Regions from separate parts of the Anser cygnoides genome. Here region 2 is linked to region 1. The links are chromatin contacts, called in public Hi-C maps. All regions are on one chromosome and are shown on one strand. The core of a region is the stretch at or near the end of the contact, and the rest is flanking DNA. Distances in the headings are between cores, read along the strand shown.

Evidence for each region. A called contact is a pair of places that touch in the nucleus more often than the background predicts.
Region 2: a contact with region 1 is called in a Hi-C map of liver, with 4 times the contacts expected there. The contact joins the promoter of SCAF11 here to the promoter of ARID2 in region 1. A contact is called at or near these places in 2 of 7 Hi-C or Micro-C datasets (both in liver).

Annotation. Positions count from the first base shown.
Region 1 is chr1:33,746,197-33,752,599 of Taihu_goose_T2T_genome, reverse strand. ARID2 (AT-rich interaction domain 2) reads right to left here and starts at 2,824. Exons shown (of 21, transcript XM_048065822.2): 1 at 1,948-2,824; 2 at 1,694-1,787; 3 at 463-560. The coding sequence starts at 2,039. LOC125182998 (a long non-coding RNA gene) reads left to right here and starts at 4,600. Exons shown (of 8, transcript XR_010829349.1): 1 at 4,600-4,972; 2 at 5,435-5,498.
Region 2 is chr1:33,906,387-33,912,664 of Taihu_goose_T2T_genome, reverse strand. It overlaps SCAF11 (SR-related CTD associated factor 11), which reads left to right and starts at 2,368. Exons shown (of 15, transcript XM_048065904.2): 1 at 2,368-2,574. It overlaps LOC106045624 (a long non-coding RNA gene), which reads right to left and starts at 2,054. Exons shown (of 4, transcript XR_001212892.3): 1 at 1,220-2,054; 2 at 948-1,073.

The DNA.
Region 1 (6,403 bases), core at 1,575-4,074:
CAGTATAATTTAGACTGCTTTGGATATCTTCCTACAGATGCATTTTCCTTCAATGTCTGACCCCACTGAACAGTAAACAAGTTTACATATAGGAACACATTTCAGTGGTTCAAAAATTTAACTAAGTTTCTGTAACTACAATAACAGGATCTCTTAGTAACTGTCCTTTAGTACCACCGTTCTAAAATAATCAATTAAAATGGCTCTGACATGGATTGTTTATATACTTAGGATCCCCTGAAAGTTTAAGGCTTGCATCTGTAAAATACAAATAAAATAACTGCAGACCATAATTACCTTTAAGTGATCACTGCAGCAGACAAATAAGGAATTAGAAGTCCTTTCTGGTTTATTTTGTAGCATTTTTTTTAAGAGTAGGGGTATTTTTATTATTGCACACACCGACAACCAAATATAATCCCACACTCAAAAATACTACTGCAACAGCTTGATAGCACTCACCGCAAGTAATACTGTTTTAAAGCGAAGGCAGCGTTAGAACAACTTCTGGGAAAGTTAAACTCCTCTACAATTTCTCCCCACTGATTCTTCTCAGATACCTGTCAAAAACAACACACGGGCCGAGATACACAACGTACACACAAACACTGCCGTCGACAGCGAACATCGCAAAAAAAAAAACCCACGAGCTGCCACGAAGTAAATAGATAAATATATATAGAAGAAAAAAAAAATAGGAATGTATATGGGATTTGGGACTGTATTTGTTACTAACAGCCGCTAATATTTCCCCTTCGGGAACAATCCCGCTCCTCGCCGACATTTTCCCCGATTATTGTATTTTGTTTTATTTCGGGGGGCACGGCCGGGAGGGCCCGCATTGTTTTGGGGTTTGTTTGTTTTTGTTTTTACTGCCTGGACAATAACCAATCGGGAGTCCCTCTGTCGCCCCCTTTTAAATCCTACCGCGGTCCGTTAAAAACCCAAAGAAGTTTAAAATAATGCAGGCAAGTCTGGGAGGGGGCGCCCCCTGGGCTGCGGGGTGCGGGGGAGCGGGGGAGCCCTCCCGATGGGTCCCCCCACGACAGCTCCCCAGCCACAGAGAGGCCTTTCTTTTGAGGCCTACATTTCTGTCCCTAGCCTTGAAGCCTAAAGATGGCTATTTGATTACACACCGTCTTGGGTGCCCCTTTTGTTATTTTTCCCCGGGAAGGGCTCGGAGGGCAGCGCCTGGCCCCCCCCCGGCCGCGAGGATCGTTCCCTAGCCCATGCTCCGTGCCGATTATCGATGTTAAACATGCCCGCTAATTTTGAGTTGCACTAAAACTGCGCTCAGACTCTCTCCTCTCTCTGTCTCTCCCTCTCAGAGGCGCACACACAAGCTGCGACCACAAGCGAAACAAACTGCCCCTCACGGCCCCAAACGCCCCGCTCCCCCCTCGCCTTCCCCCGGCGACGGGGGGCAGGGGGCCGGGGCCCGGCCGGGGGCGGGGGGGGGGCCGGCCAGGGGGTCCGCCGTACCCCCGGATCCCCCTCCATCGCTCCGCCGACAAGGCCAAGGCACCAACCTGCCTGCCTGCTTGCTTCCTTCTTCCACCCCCCACCTTCTCTAACCGGCTTTAAATAGGACGGTTCCCGGCCACCCCGGCTCCCCCCGCCGCCCCCGGGGGTCAGAGGAGACTTTTGGGAAGAGGTTAGCGGGAGGGAAAGCCAAATTAAAACTTCCACTCACCTTCCCAAATCCGCCTAAAGTGGTGACTCTGGTGTAGAGAGCGTGAAGATCCAGCTCCTTCCCACCCACCACAGGGATCTTCTTAAAAGGAGACCTGCCAAAGGAGATACACACAAAACACCACAACTTGTCAGCTCTGCCCCCTTTTCTCCCCTCGCTGGGGCTGCCGTGTCCTTCAGGGAAGGGGCTGGAAGTTGGATCTGGTCGGTTTAAAAGCCTCCCCCCCTCCCGTTCCATCTCCCCATTTTCCTCACCCTCTGCTGTGGTGAAACTGCCGCAGCTCGTCCAGGAAAGCGAGTCCCTTTCTCCGCTGGTCTGCGTGGTTTTTACCCGTCGAATTTGCCATTTTTGTAATAAAAAAGGTCCTCTTAAAAAAAAAATCCAATTTAAAAAAAAAAACGGCCGACAACAACAACAACAATCCCCGGCTCCTCCTTGTCTTTAAGAGACCCAGGTGCCCGTGCTCGGCCGGGGATCAGCCATGGAGAGGGGCTTGTTTAAAAAAAAGTTTAAAAGGAATAAGGGAGCCCAGAGAGTGTGGTAATTGCGAGTCCTGTCTCCACACAACACACAGGCAAAGAGACAGGGAGGGAGAGGGGCACCTCTCAGTAATTCCTCCTCCCGCTGCTGCTGCCTCTCTCAGCACCACAAACCCAACCGATCCAGCCTGCACATGAGACTCAACATGGTGCTGCTGGATCACACAATGAATTGGGTTACTGTTGTGGTGGGGTGGGGGGGGAGCCGGAGTGAGGTATTGACAGTGTGTGTGTGTTACAGCCGCGGCTCCATGCGATCTCCCTCTCCCTCGCTCGCTCCCTCGCTCGCTCTCTCACACACACACACTGTACAGCTACGGCGGCGGCGGCGGTGGCGGCGGCAGCAGGATTCACTTCTCTTCTCTCTCAGACAAAAAGATCTGAGGCCGCCGTGCTTCTGCCTGGACGAGAGCGCAACACAGCGGGCCCCGGAGGCCGGTCCCGGTACTGCACGAGGCAGCTCCGAAGGCAAAAGCCAGCGCAGCCCCAGCAAGCAGTTCCTGGCGGGGAACAATAGGCTCCTCTCGCCGCTAAGGGCTCATCTGCAATGTGCCGCAAACTTCACACAAAGCCGGGCGGAAAGAGGCGAGGGAGAGGGAGAAGAGGGGAGGAAAAAAACGGCTACTACCGGTTGTTCCAGGGCTGGGGGCCGGGGAAATGCGCCCTCCGCGCCGGGCTCGCCACGGCGGCCTCTCCCCGCTCGCTGCTCCGGGGGGAGGGCAGCAGAGGTGGGCTCGCGGAGCGGGGCCGGTTTTTTTTTTTTTTTTTTTTTTTTTTTTTTTTTAATCGGGCTAACGCCGAGCGCCTCGAGTTCAAGGGGAGAGAAAACAACAACGGAAGGGGGCACTGGCGGATTTTGACTTTTGAAAAACTTTGGAGTCCCCCAGCCCGAGGTGTTTCCAAGGACAGGAAATCTCCCCGGATAGCGCGGGGTGGGGGTGGGGAGGCGCTGTGCGGCAAGGGCGGCGGGAGCCCCTCGTTTCGGGCCGTGAGGGGCTCCAAACTTCCCCAACGAGGAGCACGGGGCGCCTTCCCCAGCAGGGGTGCCCCGGGGAGGTTTGCCAGCAGGGGCCTGAACTCTGCCTCGCTCCATAAATATTTTTTTTTTTCTCTCTCAGAGACACTCTGCCCTGTAAGCAAAGAGCTTTAGGACTGCTCTACTCGATCTAAGCCACATATATGTTTCTGTATATCACTAAACAGGACATACAGCGTAAAATTGTTGAAGGAGAAAGGCCGAGGCCCTCACCCTGGACTGGCGGTAGCCAAAAGCGGCAGCCCGCTCTCCCCTTTGCATATGGCGTGTGCAGTATTTGTAAATATTTTCCTCATCACGTGTATCCAGCGCCTGGGAGCCCAGGAGAGTACCTGCACTGCGGTCACACCTGCGGAGCAGGTGGGAGCGAGAAGGGGCCTGCGCAGCCAGCGGTGCCTTCTGTCTAAAATCTGCTCCCCAGGTAAAGCGGTGGGGGTCCAGGCGGGCGTTTGTCCTTCCCTACAAGTAAACAGAGCTTCAGGTGAGCGCTTGTCCCCGTTTAAGGGGTGCTGAAGGAATGTTGGTCCCTCACAAGCAGTACACTGAAATTCAAGGCCAGATTGGGCCTTCAGTTTTCTTTAAGCAGAACTCCTCATTAAAGTCAGTAAAGAGCTCTGTTTTGAAATCAATGGCACATTATGGCCCCAAGTGAGCACTTAAGGGAGAACTATAATTCCTTTCTATTCCATGGACTAACTAACTTCAGGAAATAAAACATTTTTTTGAGGATTTTTTGTTTTTCTTTTTGTCTTGAATGCTGGTTCAGCTTGAATATAAAAAGACAGAAATAGAGCAAGATGGTTGGTAAGATTTGTCCTTGGGTCACACTTATGGGGGGGGGGCAGGGGGGGTAGAAAAGAAATCCCTCGGTTTCCAATCAGTAAATATTGACAATTGCCCTCTCTGTGTGGATGGGCTGGTGGTGCGTCAATTTCAATGTAAGACGTGCAGTGTCTATTCACTGTAGCCTTGGGTGCCCCCCCCGTCCCCCAGACTTAAACGAGACCTGCAGCAGGCTCCTGCCTGCGACACTTTGAGTTTCTGCTATTTCAGCAATAGGCTCCCAAAGCCAGGATAATGTGAACGGGAGAGGCTTAAAACAAACAAGCGATTGAGGGGTCCAAATCGCTCTTTCAGGCACACGCAGCTAAACCTTCCTTCGCGGGAGAGGGCGGTGGTTTTTAATCTCGCCTCCGAATTCCTCCCGAGCGGGGGGTCTCCCCTCGGCGAGGGGCGGGCGGCAGAGGTGAGTGGCTCTCCTCGCCCCGCGCGAGGGGAGTGGGTGGCAGAGAGGGGAGGACAGGCGAGTTGCGTAGCAGGGCGAGGTGGGTTTCCATGCTCGGCAATTGCGCACGGTCCCTTACGTAACCGTCAGCTGGGGATTCCCTGGAGGGGGTCACTTTATTCAACCATTACACAGACCCCGGCCGCCGCCGCTCCGCCGCGCCCGGGGCCGCCGCCGGCTGAGGCTGAGGCTGCGGCTCCGGCTGCAGGCAGCGCGGCGGCGGCTCCTCACAAAATGGCGGCGCCCATGGAAGCGGCAGCAGCCCCATTTTGTGCCCGGCAGAGCCTGTCAACAAAACGCCGACTTGGCCAAGGCTGAGGAACAGAAGGCGGCGGCTTCGTTCGCGTTACGGCGCGGAGGGAGGAGAGCGGAGGATTTCACCGCCCTCCCGCCGCCGAGAGGAGACTTTTCTACAAAGTGTGCGCGGGGGGGCAGGCAGGGAGGGAGGGAGGAGAGGGAGGTGAGGGGGGACGCGAGCAGCCAGCGAGTCAGCGGCTGCCTCAGCCCAGCGCCGAGCCGCCGGAGCTGCGGCGCGGGGGAGGGGAGGGGAGGGGAAGGGAGGGGTAGAGAAGGGAAGGGAAGGGAAAAGAAGGCAGGCGGCGGCCTCGGCGCTGCCCGCCCCGGCTCCGGGGCCCAGCTCGCCCCCATCCGAGGGCTCCGGGGGCTGCGGGAGCGGCCGGCGGCCCGGCACGGCCCGGCACGGCCCGGCGGGGGAGGCCGGGGCTGCCCGGGCGAGAGGCGCTGTTGGCCGCGCAGCCCGGGCGGAGGGGACCGTGCCTATGGGATTCTGGCGAACCTGTACTGAATGACAGGACGAGCTGGCTCCTCGTGTAGCTAACTAGGTCACTGTCAGCACTTAATTACTGTTTGTTTCATTTTAGTGCGTGCCTTATGAATAAACCGGCTATTAGGCTGATGCTTCAAGTAACACTATCCAGCACCAAGGTACAAAATGTCTGTATTGGACTCTGATCTTGTGATGCCAGCTTGGTAATAATTGCTGTTTTACATTAACGATGTCTGCCTTTCTGTAGCTTGCTTCTTTAGCGTGTACCTGGAATAGATGGAGATCCCATGCGATATGGCTGAGAAGCTATATTTGTATTATACCACCTGTTTGGCTGTTTTTGTGGTGATGGGGGCTCCCCTCTCCTTTGAGGCAGAGAAAGGGTTTATGAATTAAGGCTTTTTTTTTTTTCCTGATTTACCTGATTTAATATTGCATGCGTTTTAATGATGCCTAAATAAAAGTGTTAACCTATTTCATTGTTGAAGTGATAATTATTAACGTACCAATATTATATTAGTATTTAAGAATCAGAATTATAGCTTGTTGCGTATTAAAGGCTCGAGGATGAAATGTAGGTAAAAAGATAAAAAAAATCCTGCTGCTTTTTTTTAATCTATTTATTGATCTCTGTATAGTACCTGTCAATGCATTTTGAAGTCATTTAATTGTAAAATAAAATCTGTGTTATTATAAACTGTTTATGAAAGTTAATATATACAATGAATTTTGGTGTGTAAATATTACGTGTGGAATCAGCATAGTTGCAGACAGTACAGAGCCAGTAATTGAATTGTCACTGTTCAGTAGTGGTGGTTGTGTGTTGTTTTTTTTTTGGGGGGGGGGGGGGGGGGGGGGTTGTTTTTTTAAGTACAACTGTGTCAACAATTTTTGTATTCTAATAGCTGTATCCCATGTTGCAGTCTCAAGCTTTTTTTTCCCTGAATCTTTAATATTAAATTCTGTGCTTATTACCTGTCTGCCCAGCTGCTACTATCCAGAGCAGGCCACAATTGTTCTTGTCAGTTGCCCACTAACTGCATTTGCTTTCTGGTGGGTGAAA
Region 2 (6,278 bases), core at 1,119-3,618, 160 kb before region 1:
AATCAGCTCTGAGTCTACTCCAGACTTTTTTTTATGCCATTTGAATATACCTACATTCCTCAAAAGCCCAGAATACAAGAGCTAAAGAGACGAATCGTTCATTGCTCAAATGAGCATCTGAAAACAAAGAGCAAAAACATCATGTCATCAATGGTTCTTCTGTTCCCTGGATATTGAATATTTTGGTAGCTTTAATCAATCAATCCCAAAAATGTCACTATAGGAAGAACAGCTTACTAATTTAATTTTTTTTCACTCCATCTCTTTCAGAGACACAATGTAGTACTGGCAGCTTAGAGACTACAAAAATACCACTTCATGTTCATTTGGGTTTATTACATTGAGAAAGAAATAATCACAAGGTCAGTGTTGCCCATCCCTTGTTTGCCCTCGTGCAATGGTTTTCAGATAATAAATGGCATAGGATCATTTCAACGGTGAAGGATACTCCAAAGTAAAAAAAATTCAAATTTACAACACCAAAACACAAGTATTTCCATTTTCCCCTCTGCACTCTATGCTAATCCTAATTTCTGCACTCACGGATAGCTACCGCTTCGCCCTCCAGGAGTTCCACTCTACCATGCCCTGCCTCATCCTTGCTTTTTCATCCACCACCTCCCCTTGATCTACCATATCGTTATTGAAATCTCTTCAGCCCAGGTAGGACTGGAAACCTCTGAGGGCAGGAACTTTGTTGGCACACAGAAAAGCTCAGAACCTGACAGCAGTGAAGTCCCAGGTTTTCCTCTCAACTGTAAACAGTGTACAACACGTGCTCGTCTCCAAAGGTGGATGAGAAAGGGCCAAAGGAGCTCTGGTAATACAGCATACTTTTGAAGCTGTATGAGTAGGTATAAAGGTCAGTGCTGGAAAGGATAAGGATGCCTCTCTTTTACCCATGTAAGATACACGGTCACAGGATCAAACAAAAGTACAGACAGCACCTCAAACGTGATGAGTGTTTCTCCTTGCATTCCTCTCTGTCACTGAAACCTCCCATCAGCTTCCCTGGCTCCTCTGCGCAACGTGATCTGTGCAGCAAGAGGAGCTGACAGCAACGTCTTCACGACCTGTGACAGAAACAGCGAATACCGAGGCTTCCTCTACATCTCTGAGTCTCAAGTGACTTAGGAGTCATTCTAACTACGAGACTCAATAGTGAGTAAAAACATACGGCAGTTCTGTGTACCACGGCCTCCTTGCAACAAAACCTTACCTCTGTGACCGGATAGTCGAACACAGTGCTGTTGTTCCCTCACCATTCCTCCTTCTTAACTGCTTCAGTGTCTTGTTTGAGGGTCATTCAAGATTTCAGTCTACTCAAGATGCATCACTGAAAGTCATCTGTCTTAGTCTGCAACAGGGCTTTCTTTAATCTCATCCTTCAAAACAGCTCATTCCTTTCTTCAGATGATGGAGTTCATTAACCTTAGTAACCCTTAAAGTCAGACTTACCTTACACATTTCGTCGTCTTTCTTCTGTCTGTGCTTTCCTACCTATGGCTAGAGACCTGCTTATTATTACATTTCCCTGCAGCCCGCTAATGAAGCCAGTCCTTCCCTTTCTTCCTCTGCCTCTCCTCACGCGCTGTCCCCACGGGCTGCTCTTACTTAATTCAAGCTCTTCTGACTTAATCCTAAATTAATATTCTCCATAACGAGGTGCCACCACTCTCCCAAGACAGACTCCGACGTGCACCTTGCCCCACCGTGCCCCAACAGCCACACCGCCACACTCCACCAAGCCCCAGCCCGCCACCGCCTCCTGGCCGGGCAGCCTGGTAGGGCGGGCGGCCATCACCCTACCGCCCCCTCGTCCCTCACCCGCCATCGCCATGGCCATGGCCATAGCCATCGCCCCCAGCATACGCAGGGCTGTGCTCATCGCCCCGCTGCGCCACATCGGCCACACCACACTCGCATAACGAACAGACAGAGGCTGCTTTGGGTTGAGTTTATTAAAACGAGGGGCCGAGATGGGTTCAGGTTATTAAAATAGCGAAGAAGGGAAGGCTGTGAAGGAACGAGGGAGCTGACCCTCACACCCCCCCCCCCCCCCCCCCCCCCCCCCCCCCCGTCGCGCTGTGATGACGCCACCGCCGCCCGGGCCGGGCCGCGCCCCTCCGCCTCGCCGCCAGCAGGGGGCGCCCGAGCCCGCCCCGCGCCTCCCCCCCCCCCACCGCCCCGCCCCGCCAACCGGCGGCGGGTCACGTGCCCCCGCCCGCGCCCCGCCTCCCCGCCCGGTGCCGCCCCCCGCCCCGGGAGGACCTTTCCCACAATGCCGCCGCGGGCGGGGCGGTTTGGAGGCGTCTCGCTGGCGGCCGCCACGCCGCCTCCTCCCCTCCCTCCCCGCGCAGCGCCCCCCCGCGGGCCCCGCCGGTACCGCGCAGCCCCGTCCCGTCCCGGCGGACATGTGGCCCGGCGGCCGCTGAGCCCGCTCCGCCGCTCGGCCCCGGAGGCAGGCGGCGAGCCGCTGGAGGAAGCCCCCAGGCGGCAGCAGCAGCAGCGGCGGCGGCGGAGGCGGCGTTGGGGACAACCGGAGGCTCCGCTCCATGGTGGGGACGGCGCCAGGTAAAGCGGCGGCGGGGATGGGGAGCGCCCGGGGGGCGGCCCGGGCCCGGCGGGGCCTTCCCCTCCCTCAGGGCCCGGCGGTGCGGCTGCTCCCGGCCTGCCCGCCCCCGCCGGCCGGCTCCCAAAACGGGGCGGCTCCGGAGCCCGTCCCGGGCTGCCCCACGCCGAGCGGGGCTGGCAGGGGGCTGGCAGGGGGCTGGCAGGCCGCCGGGGCGCCGCCGCTGTGCTCCGCAGCGCTGCCCGTCCTGGGGCTCCTCGGGGAGCGTGCGGGGGGCTGGGGGACCGGCCCGCAGCGTGGCCGGCTCTGACAACGCGTTTGGCACCTGAATGCGGCACGGTTTGGTGGGGCTAACCCCTCTCCTCCCGTAATATTCCCTGCAGAGCAACTTTTCGGGAAGAACGAGGTAGCAGGGAGAGAGCCCAAAGCGTTACTGATATCTGGTATCAGCGACTGAGTTTGCCGCTGGCAAAGAATCGCTTTATAAAAATGTGAACAAACTGTCGTGGCTGCTCCAGCCCAAACGATAAGCGTGTGGTGGATCGGAATGCCCTTGTTGTTGGACAACCGCTTGTGAGGCTTCACATATCTTTTTTTTCAGGAAAAAAAGCTAACTCTAGTGGCTGGTGTCGTGTTTGTGCATCGTTAACGCATCGAGCTTTTAACTCTCCTTTGGGTCAGAGCTTTAAGTGAGTTGTAGTTTAGCGCAGAATTTTACAGTTTGGGTGTTCAAACTTTCTTGTGCATGGGAGAACAGGGGAAGCCTCTAGTCAGTTTGTCGTGGTTTCTTCCTTTCTTAACGTAAAGAGTGGATTTCTTAAATGAAATGTCAGTGACTAAAATCCAATGTTAGTTGGTTGATCATATAGGGTAAACCACGTCTCTTTCTTTTTTTCGTTTTTGGGAAGCTGTACTTGGAGATGCATATGCACCAAAAAAAAATAGCATCCTCTTCTGCCATATGGAGAAGGCTTGGAAAAGTTCCCAAGAACTTCTTCCAAATGTTTCCTTTAGTGTTTGTTCTTTTTTTTTTAATGAATATAATAACTTTTGTTTGCTTTCCTTAGAGGAGACAAGAGAAATGGGGGGGGGAGGGCGGGGTACTATTTAGGTTTTTACTAAAAGTTACAATGTCAGACTTCAACAGGTTTTATTTCAGTAGTTTACAGTTACTGATGCGTTGACCTCCAGAGTGATAGATGGCCCACATAAGAAATACACCAATTTTATTTTATGTTCCACGTGACTTAAAGTTTGCTTCTGATTATGCAGAATGGACAAGAACTTTGTGGCCTCAGAAAAACATCATCTCTCTCTCTCATCCAAATTGTCTTAAAACAGAATGTTTTTAGGCTTTCTCTAATAAAAATAAAACTGGAGGCACTAGTTTATCTTGTGCTCGGATCACTTTAAGACGGGGAATGCTTCTCCACGAATTTGGTGAGTTTTTTTCAATGTTAATTCGTAGAGCTCGAGCACAATACATGAAGGATCTTGAGTTTGACTCAACATGGAGATGTAAGTTTGTTGTTTTACAATTACTCAGCTGTCACTTTTAAACCACCCAGGTGATAAAGAGCTTCTTTTTGCTCTTGACTGACTGTAGTTTGAGTCACACTTTATACATGAGTTTTAGCCTCTGGCTTTATAAAACTTGTATATGGTTCTGCTCGTGATGCGTAATGGTTCTGCTCTGGTTACAAACATCTGCTTCTACCGGTTACAGAGCTTCTTTGCTGAATATTCTCAGTTTTCCATTGCCCTGAGTACTATAAAAAGTGCAAAAACTTAGGTTAGCTAAAGTTTGCTTTATATAGTAATTGCCGTAAGGGTGGTTTGTTTCAGTTAATGTTGTGTATTGGAGGAGTGGCAGAACGCTGTTGGAAAAAGTTGGACGGGCTGACTTGTCGTGCCAGTACCAGAGTTACTGAAACCTGGCCTGCTGAGTCCACTGCTTCAGCACTGCGATTTTCTTTTTCGCCGGCAGTCTAAGCTGAGGGGTAGGAAATGTCCTTCCAGTTAACAGTAACAGAAACGTGCGGTCTAGTTCCTACTGATGTCCAAGAAGATTCCTCAGTGCTGACAACTTGTATGAATGAATTCTGAAATGCATTTGAGATTAAAGTAGGTTTTGTAAGTCTCAACGTTGTTTGTTTTTTGGTTTTTTTTGCCTATTTTGCCAACTTGGAGATAGAACTAGGTTTAAGGTATAAATTTAACACTACAGCCGTAGATATCAGAGGCTTCTAATGTGTGCACTATGTAGAGTGCTTCAGAACAAGAACTAGTTCGTGGCTTTTCGGCAGCATAGGCACGTTTTATTTCATATGTGTGTACTAGTCCGCTGTACCCTGAAGGGCAGTGACCTTGATCTGAGAGGATATGAGCGCGGTGACTTTTTTAAGCCAACAATGAGGTTGTGAGGTTGTTAACTGAGGTGATAGGTACTGTTTGCAAGCTAAAAGCTGTGAACATCTCTTTCCGGGTCTGCGAGTTGCTTGCTTCTGGTACCCCGAACCACCTGAGCACGGACAATTCCCCTGAGTAGGAAGTTAGCGGTGTGCAGTCATGAAATAACACATGAAGGGCTGCAGCTGGTGGAAGGTGAATGCGTGCGTGTCTTTTAATGCTCAGCTGTCCATCACGTCTCTACGTCTAGGTTTGAGGGTGTGCTGAAGGCCGAGCGACTGTTGGAGGGACTCTCAAAGGCTGAATACGCACGATCTGTGCTTCAGTGGCCCACACCAGATTGAACAAACAGTTTTTCCCTGGCAGTTTTATTTTGTTGTTTTAAAAGCCTGTTGCTTGTAGAAACATACTGTTTTACTACAGCTTATTTTTATGGCACTTCTGATTGTTTCTCCAACTAAAAGGCTTAAGGAAAACTAATTAAACTTAACCAAATGTGAAAGTTGTCATTTCTGGGCTGGCAAAGTTGTTAACTGACGTGACAAAGGATGATCAAAATACCGCATTTAATTATCTACGAAGTAGGCAAGATTAAAATAAACTTTGTGTTAAATACATTTAGTAAGGTAACAAATATATGTACACATGTAGGCATATGTGTATCTACACATTACCTTGGTGTACATGGTGATAAAATGAACATTTTTACCCCTTCACCTTTTATTATTAAGTAATACTTTCTGTAAATTATCTTCATATAACACTAGCATTACTCTTTTTTTTTTCCCCCCAGGAAAAAGCAAAATTTGAGTTTTGATGTTAATAATCATAATAATCCAGATATTGGATTATTTTCACTAGAAATTATTTGTCAATCTTCTATAAAGCAAATTTTTTTATACCATTGTGTATTTGTGTTTGAAGAGGGTTAAGGATGACTTGGTGAATGGTCCCTACGTTAGGTCACAGTTCGGTACGTGGAATAATCAGTGTGCAACCCATGCGTATTCCATCATCACAGCAACTGTATTTGATTCTGTGGCCAGTGGCATTCTTAAATTTCTGAGATGATTTCAGATTCTTTCACACATATACATGTACAATAAAAATATATATGAATGAGGATGTAGAGAGAACTGGGAAAAAAGTTTGCTTTTTGCTATCAAGCAGAATATAGAAGAAATAAGTCTTTCAGAAGCTGTTATCTAAAGCCTAATGCTGTGGCAAAAAGTGGTATCTGGTCACTTTTTCTAATAAATGCTAATAATGATGTCTGTCTTAATGCAGATGTTATTTA